Linked DNA regions of Macaca mulatta: region 1 is linked to region 2. The links are chromatin contacts, called in public Hi-C maps. All regions are on one chromosome and are shown on one strand. The core of a region is the stretch at or near the end of the contact, and the rest is flanking DNA. Distances in the headings are between cores, read along the strand shown. Region 1 holds the start of KDSR (3-ketodihydrosphingosine reductase). Region 2 holds the start of VPS4B (vacuolar protein sorting 4 homolog B).

Evidence for each region. Hi-C and Micro-C count contacts between places; a contact is called where the count stands out from the background.
Region 1: a Hi-C map of liver shows a contact between it and region 2, with 2.5 times the contacts expected there. The contact joins the promoter of KDSR here to the promoter of VPS4B in region 2. A contact is called at or near these places in 3 of 14 Hi-C or Micro-C datasets (cortical neurons, fetal cortex germinal zone and liver).

The regions. Positions count from the first base shown.
Region 1 is chr18:17,521,573-17,525,133 of T2T-MMU8v2.0, forward strand. KDSR (3-ketodihydrosphingosine reductase) reads left to right here and starts at 2,165. Exons shown (of 10, transcript NM_001257943.1): 1 at 2,165-2,366. The coding sequence starts at 2,259.
Region 2 is chr18:17,466,532-17,470,336 of T2T-MMU8v2.0, forward strand. It overlaps VPS4B (vacuolar protein sorting 4 homolog B), which reads left to right and starts at 1,978. Exons shown (of 11, transcript NM_001257678.1): 1 at 1,978-2,101. The coding sequence starts at 2,075.

The sequences.
Region 1 (3,561 bases), core at 915-3,414, 55 kb after region 2:
GGTAACACAGCCTGACTCCATGGGAGATGACAACAGAAGCTTTGCATTTGGAGCCCTCCAGACTTTGCCTTAGGCATTTCTTTCCTTAGCTGATTTTGATCTGTATTCTTTCCCCATAACAAACCATAACTATGAGCATAATGGCTTTCGGTGAGTTCTGTGAGTTCTTCCAGTGAATTATCAAACCTGAGGGTGGTTCAGTAACCTCTAAACTTGCACTGACATCAGAAGTCTTGGACACTATGCCCTCAAATTTTGCAGTTTGGCTAACTCTGCTTAAGTCAAGAAAAAAAGAAAAACAAAAACTTTTTTTTCTCCTTAGCTCCCTAGTATTTCTAGAAACAACAACAAAAATGAAAAGCAAGTAAGCAAACAAAAATATGTGCCTCTACGCAAATTAAAATCACAATGACACTTTGCACCAATGAAAAAAGCTATAATCAGAAAGACGGATGATAACAAGTGTTAGTGAAGATGTAGAGAAATTGGAACCCACATACACTGCTGGTGGGAACACAAAATGTAGTCACTTTGGAAAACATTCTGGCAGTTCCTCAAATAGTTAAACATAGAGTTGCCATAAGATGTAGCAATTCCCCTCCTAGGCATATACCCAAGAGAAATGGAACATATGCCCACACAAAAACCTGTAAATGAATATTTACAGTTAGCATAATTCTAATAGTCAAAAAGTGGAAACAACCTAAATATTCCTCAATTGATGAGTGGAAAGTTAAAATGTGGTATAGTCATACAATGGGGTATTATTTGGCAATAAAAAGAAATGAAGTATTAACATGTAGTTCATATCATGGATGGACCTTAAAAACATTACAGTTAGTGAAAGATAAGATGAAAATGGCTACACATTATGAGATTCAATTTATGTGAAATATCCTGAATAGACAAGTTTATAGAGACAGAAAGGATGAGGGATTGCTTAGGCTTGGGCAGGGCTTGGGAGGAAATGGGTCGTAACTGCTAATAAGTATAGGATTTTGGGGGGTTGTGACAAAAATGTTCTAAAATTTATGGTAGTGATGGGTCCACAACTGTGACTATATTAAAAACAATTTATTATGAGCTTTATTTTTATTTTTTGTTTTTTGAGACGGAGTCTTGCTCTGTCGCCCAAGCTGGAGTGCAGTGGCACGATCTCACTGCAATCTCTGCCTCCCGGGTTCAAGCGATTCTCCTGCCTCAGCCTCCCAGGTAGTTGGGATTACAAGCGTATGCCACCATGCCCAGCTAATTTTTGTATTTTTAGTAGAGACGGGGTTTCACCATGTTGGCCAGGCTGGTCTCGAACTCCTGATCTTAAGTGATCCGCCCACCTTGGCCTCCCAAAGGACGGTGATTACAGGCCTGAGCTACCTCGCCCGGCCTATTATGCACTTTAAATCGGGAATTGTATGGTATAGTATGTGAATGAGACCTTAATAAAGCTGAGTTGTTTGCGTTTGTTGTTTATTTGTTTTGAACCTGCTTGGTAAAAATGAACTCTGAACTCAATGAAATTGAATTACTTTGGTGATTTCTCAGAACTCCCTGTTAAGGCTTTCAGGTCCTCCGAAAAGCGAAAGTGGGCTGTGACCATCTTCTAAGAACGCCAAGAAAATACGGAATGGAGCCCAGGATTTCAGAGCGTAGTCGCCGGGCTCCCAGGCTGATCCGGCTCCGGGAGCCTCCAGCCGCCCTTTCCGATGCCCCAGGGCCTCCGAGCATCCCGGCGGGTGGTCCCAAGCCGAGGGCGGAACTCCGGGGAGGAGCGCTCGTCACGCCCACACTGGAGGCCGTGGCAGGCCTGGAAACCCCGCCCTGCGGGGGTCCTAAGAAGCCACTCGAGCCCCCGAAGAGCCAGTCTTCGCAGCCTTTCCCGGAGCGCTCGCATCGGGCGCTGCCCAGAGCCCGCTCGCAGCGCTCAGGGACGGGAGGCCCGGTTTCCACGGGAGAGGCTGCGGACTGTGGGCCCCGTCCCGAGGGGGTGGTGGTGGGAGACACCCGGCGACCCCCCAGAGGCGATTCCGGAGGTGGCGGCGGGGGCAGCCTACGCGTCCCCTGGAAGCACCGCCCCGCCTGGGTGGTGCCCGCGCCGGCTCCTCCTCTTCCCCTCCGCAGCGGCCCGCCCCGGCCCGCAAACCCAAACACTCCAGGCGCCCGCCCACCGCGCGTGATTCTCGCTTCGCCGCCGCCCAGCCCTGCGCGCCCCGCCTGGCGCCCCCCGCCCGGCCGCTCCGGGCCCCGGGCCCCGCGGAGCGATGCTGCTGCTGGCTGCCGCCTTTCTCGTGGCCTTCGTGCTGCTGCTCTACATGGTGTCTCCGCTCATCAGCCCCAAGCCCCTCGCCCTGCCCGGGGCGCATGTGGTGGTGAGTGGCCTCCTGTTGCTGCGCCCCGACCTCCCCGCCCGCGCGGCCTTTCTGCCGCCCAGGCCGCGCCGCCTGCGTCCCTTTTTCCAGGCCGCGGTCTCCAGGAAGGCATGGCCAAATGGGGAAGGTCATCTGCCGCCGTCCACCCCGGCGCTTTCGCCCCGGCCCCGGCACCCGGCCTCGCGGACCCGCCCTCCACTGCCTCGGGCTCCTCCTAGGGCGGGAGAGCGTGCGACGGGGGACCGCGCCAGCCGCAGGGTTCCCGGGGCCCAGGGGTTCGGTGGCTGCTCGTGAATCCACGCAACATCCCTGGGATGTGGATGTTTTGTCCTCAGTTTTTCCGATGAGTCAACTGAGGCACAGAAAGGCTGAGAAACTTTGCCAAAACACAGGGGTCGGTGGTGCGCAGGGTGCGGCGCACGGTCCCGGGCGGGGGCAAACAGCGGGGAGGTGGGGTCCCAGCCACCGGGACCCGCCGAGGCAGCTCGGAACTGGAAGATGGCCTGTGCGAGTGACTGGAAGAGCCGCTGCCAGAGGATTCCAGGAAGTGACTCACCTGGGGAAACTGCTCAGAACCCAGCGGGCTGGCGGTGGTGGCTTAGCGGTATTGGGACGCCTGTCCCGTCTACACTGCTTGTCTCTGAGCTCAGCGTGGCATCTGCTGATTGCTGCTCCAATGCAATCCTTTGCTGTTTCCTAGTGGGAAGGATGAGCTAAATGACAGGGCTAGTGTGCGAGGAATGAAGGAGAGGTGGATGGGTGTCTTTTGTTTCTTGGCGGAAGCTCGCATATTCAGCGATCCCTGTTGTACAAATGTGGCACCTTTCTTAAACAGAGAGAATGCCTCGTTACCTGCGCCCAGCACTTCCCCGTTTGCAGTGGCTTTCTCACCAGCTTTCTTGTTTGGATCTCCCAATCCCGAGGCATAGTGAATCGGGGAGTTAGGAATAAGGAGGGTTGATTACAAAGCTGGCCGCACACCTCTTCCTGTCCTATCTCTGCACCGGAGATCCAAGCCTCCCTGCTGAGCTGGTGTAAGATAAGATGGTCATTTCTCTTAGTGTACTTTAAATCTGTAGAAGGGTTTGTGAATGCGAAAATGTATCTCTTTAATTTCTCCTTTGTAAAGCTATTAGCTTTTTCCAACACCTCCTGTTCCTAATGGGGAAAGACTGTGGACTCATTACAAAAAACA
Region 2 (3,805 bases), core at 728-3,227:
GTAGACATCGAGTTTCACCATGTTGGCCAGGCTGGTCTCGAACTCCTGACCTCAAGTGATCACCCGCCTTGGCCTCCCAAAGTGCTGGGATTACAGGCGTGAGTCACCGCGCCCGGCCTAATTTTTGTACTTTTAGTAGACATGGAGTTTCACCATGTTGGCCAGGCTGGTCTCGAACTCCTGACCTCAAGTGACTGGCCCACCTCGGCCTCCCAAAGTGCTGGGATTACAGTCTTGAGCCACCGCACCTGGCCCATCTTTGCTTAAATTATAAACTTAGTTTCTCCCACAGTTAGTGCAGCCTATGCCCAGGAATGTACAAGGACATCTTGGAGGTTAGAAGCAAGATGGAGTTGGTTAAGTTATATCTCTTTCACTGTCTCAGTCATCATTTTGCAAAGGCAATTTCACAAGTAGGGAGAAAGGACTGGTAGATGCAGGGCAGAGACAGGGCTCTGAGCTTTGAGCCTGGATGATACAGATTTGGCAATACTATTCTAAGGAGAGACCAGAGAAAGAAGTTTAGGGTAGAAGGTAATTCATTTGAGTATGTTGAATTTGTCTTGCAGAAAAACCCTGTGAAGGAAACCTCTGTGAGACTGTTGTAAATGCTGGGCAGGGGATGCGGTGGGTCTAGAAATCCAGATTTGAAGCGACTTCTAGTCTATTGATAGCTGAAGCTCAAGAAGAGAATAAGATGAGCAGAGGTGGAGAAGAAAGAGAGAAGAGGACATCAGACTCTTGAGTAAATTCAGCTTAAGCTCAGGGAGGAGTAAGAAAGGGAGACAGTGAAGGAGGTAGAAAACGAACATTAGGAAGCCGGACAAATAAGAACGGGGTAGTTGACAATACCAATGAAGAGGGAGGAGAAGAAGACTTTAATTCTTTCGGAGATGCCAGATTAGAAAAAATTAAGGAATGAGTGAGAAAAAAATGATGGAGTGATTAAACATCTACGTTGCTTTCCTTTGAGAAGGTTAACTATGAAAAGAAGAAAACGGTGGTGGTGGCTGCAAACCATAGGAAGGCTAAGAAAGGGTTTTACCTTGGTTCTGCCTCTAATCCCTGACGCATTTAACCTCAAGCCATTTGCCTGTAAACATAACCGGCATAATGCCCATTTTACAGGACAAGTGCTTCCCTCTTAGAACATATACTCGAGGACAGCGGCCGTCCACGCCTTATTTACGTTCATCTTCCCAACACAACAGTCATTTGGAAGATGCCGAGTGGCGTGGGAAGAACAAGCAGGAACGAGCGCCGACCCGCCCGCGGCCTGACTGCTAACGCATCGCTGCGCAGCCGCCTCACCGCGCACTCCCTCCTGAATTATTCACCACCGAGACGAGGACTGTGATCGCCCCCATTCCACAGAGGACACGCAGTGAGGGAGGCGCAGTCACAGGCCCAAAGCCCCCAGACGGCGGGTCTTGGAAATGGATGAGTTTTTCACTCAAACGCTGCGAGGCAACAAGGCACGTGGATGAGGAGGGAAGGGAGCCAGGACCAATAATTCATCTCAAAGTAAAAGACGTCCCTGGGGGTGGGGAAAAAACAAACAAACAACGACAACAACAACAACAACAAAACAGAAAAAAAAAAAACCCACAACCGGCTCTGTGCTTCCGCGCTTGCGCTATCCTAGGTCGGCCAGGCTGCCGCCCCGCCCCTAGGCCAGAGTCTCAGTGCGCCTGCGCCGAGCCCGACTTCCGCCAGGGCTCGTTTGGGTTCCAGGCTACTTCTCCCGGCCTAGGGAGGGCCTTCGCTGTGGCGAGAGAAGGGAGTCTGGTGACTGGGTGCGCGCGTGCTGATGACGAAATCGGAAGTGCCCGGAGCAGAGGCGGGACCAGAACCTAGAGGGGCTCGGGATTGCGGAAGTTTGGTGGGGAGGGTCCGATTGCTAGTGGAGAGAGTGTTGTCTGAAAACAAGTTCCGGAAGGGAGGCTGCTGCTCGCGGTCCGAGAACCTCCGGACTCCCCAGTTTGGGGGCTGTTACCCCGGGCGCGGTTGGACGTCGCTGCCGTTGGCTTTTCTCGCCCCTCGTTCCCCTTGGGAACCGCCTGGGAACTCCGCCATGTCATCCACTTCGCCCAACCTCCAGGTATCATTGCTCATCTCCCGTTCCCCTAGGGAGCTGGGACCCAGGGGAGGCGCGAGAAGCGGGTGGGGGGCGGGGAGAAGGGAGGAAGCGGCCGCGCCTGTGGTCGGGAAGGAGGAGGGCGGGTCCGGGGACCTGCCGCAGGTGGGAGAGGGGCCCGTTTTCCAGCGGAAAGGTCTTTTCTGACCCGGTCTTGGGGTCTCCCGAGCCACTGACTTTGTGATACTGCTCCCTTTTGTTGGGTCTTCACGTCCCCAAACCAGCCAAGATCTGGGCAGATCTCTCCAATCAGGGTTAAGGGAGAAAGAACGTAATTTTTGCCAAGCCATGTTCTAGACCAGTTGAAAATAGAGTGATCATAGTTCGGTCTTAGTTTCTCAAGCTGACAGCAGATGCCTTTATTCTGAGCTGTCAGATGAGTAGAAATATGGGAACAGACTAAGAATCTGAAATTACAGCCAGGCTACATACAGTCTGCGTGAAGTCATTGAATTTATGTGCAGTCTCCTGTGGCCCCCAGATTGTAGTGTGTAAGATCGAGGACTATTCTTAAACTTCTGTGTGGCTCCAGTTCCCCTCTTCTACCGCAATGAGCACAGTGTTTTGTACACAAATCATGGAATCTTAAGATTTTAGGCTTAATCGTTAGTCTTCTGTGGAATAGAATTCTTTCAGAAAAGAAATTCATGTAATGGTGTCTCCTATCCCCAGAATGGATCTAGGGCTTCAGTGGAGTTTAGAATGTAATGTGGCTTAATGTAGAGGACTCCCAGTCCAGTAAGTCAATAAGGGAAGAAAGTAGCCTAAAATACTTGTATTGAATCCCCGTCTTGGACTTCCGGTAGGTTGTTGAACAAGCATTTCAACTTTTATTGGAGTGCCTGATAGAGGCATCAAAGGTAATGGAAGAACTCCTTAGTCCATGATAATTGATTCTGAAGAAAGACCACTCAAAGTAGACCCACTTAAACAGAGATTAAAATTTCACGCACGCATACACAAAAAGAGTGGGAAAGGAGGCTTGCTTGGGACTTTTGTCTTGAAAATCGACCTAGAAGATTATAAAAAAAAATTTTTAAATCTTTCACAAAATAATTATATAATTGCAGCAATGACTCATTTTGTAGAATAAGTCAAGTGTTGATTTGTCTGTGTCTTTTTCTTTTCTTTCTTTCTTTTTTTTTTGAAACGGAGTCTTGCTCTGTCGCCCAGGCTGGAGTGCAGTGGCTCGATCTCAGCTCACTACAACCTGCATCTCCCGGGTTCAAGCGATTCTCCTGCCTCAGCCTCCCGAGTAGCTGGGACTACAGTTGCCCACCACAACTCCTGGCTAATTTTTGTATTTTTAGTAGAGATGAGATTTCACCACGTTGACCCAGGCTGGCCTCCTGACCTCAGGTGATCCGCCCACCTCAGCCTCCCAGAGTGCTGGGATTACAGGCGTGAGCCACCACCCCCGGCCGACTGTATCTTTTTCACCAAGGTTGTGTTAAACTAAGATTCAGCAATCTTCACGTGAGGTTTTTGTAGCTTTTTGTAGTCCTATTTGGAAAGGTTCTTTTCGGTAAACGTATTTGGAAAAAGCGTTGGTCATTTGGTAAAAGTGTTTTTCCCTTGAGTATTAAAGGTGACCCTTCTGAAGTGCCCATCTTGTCATCGTTGGCTTTTTAACAATTTTTATTTCACCAACTTTTCATTTGTCAGAGA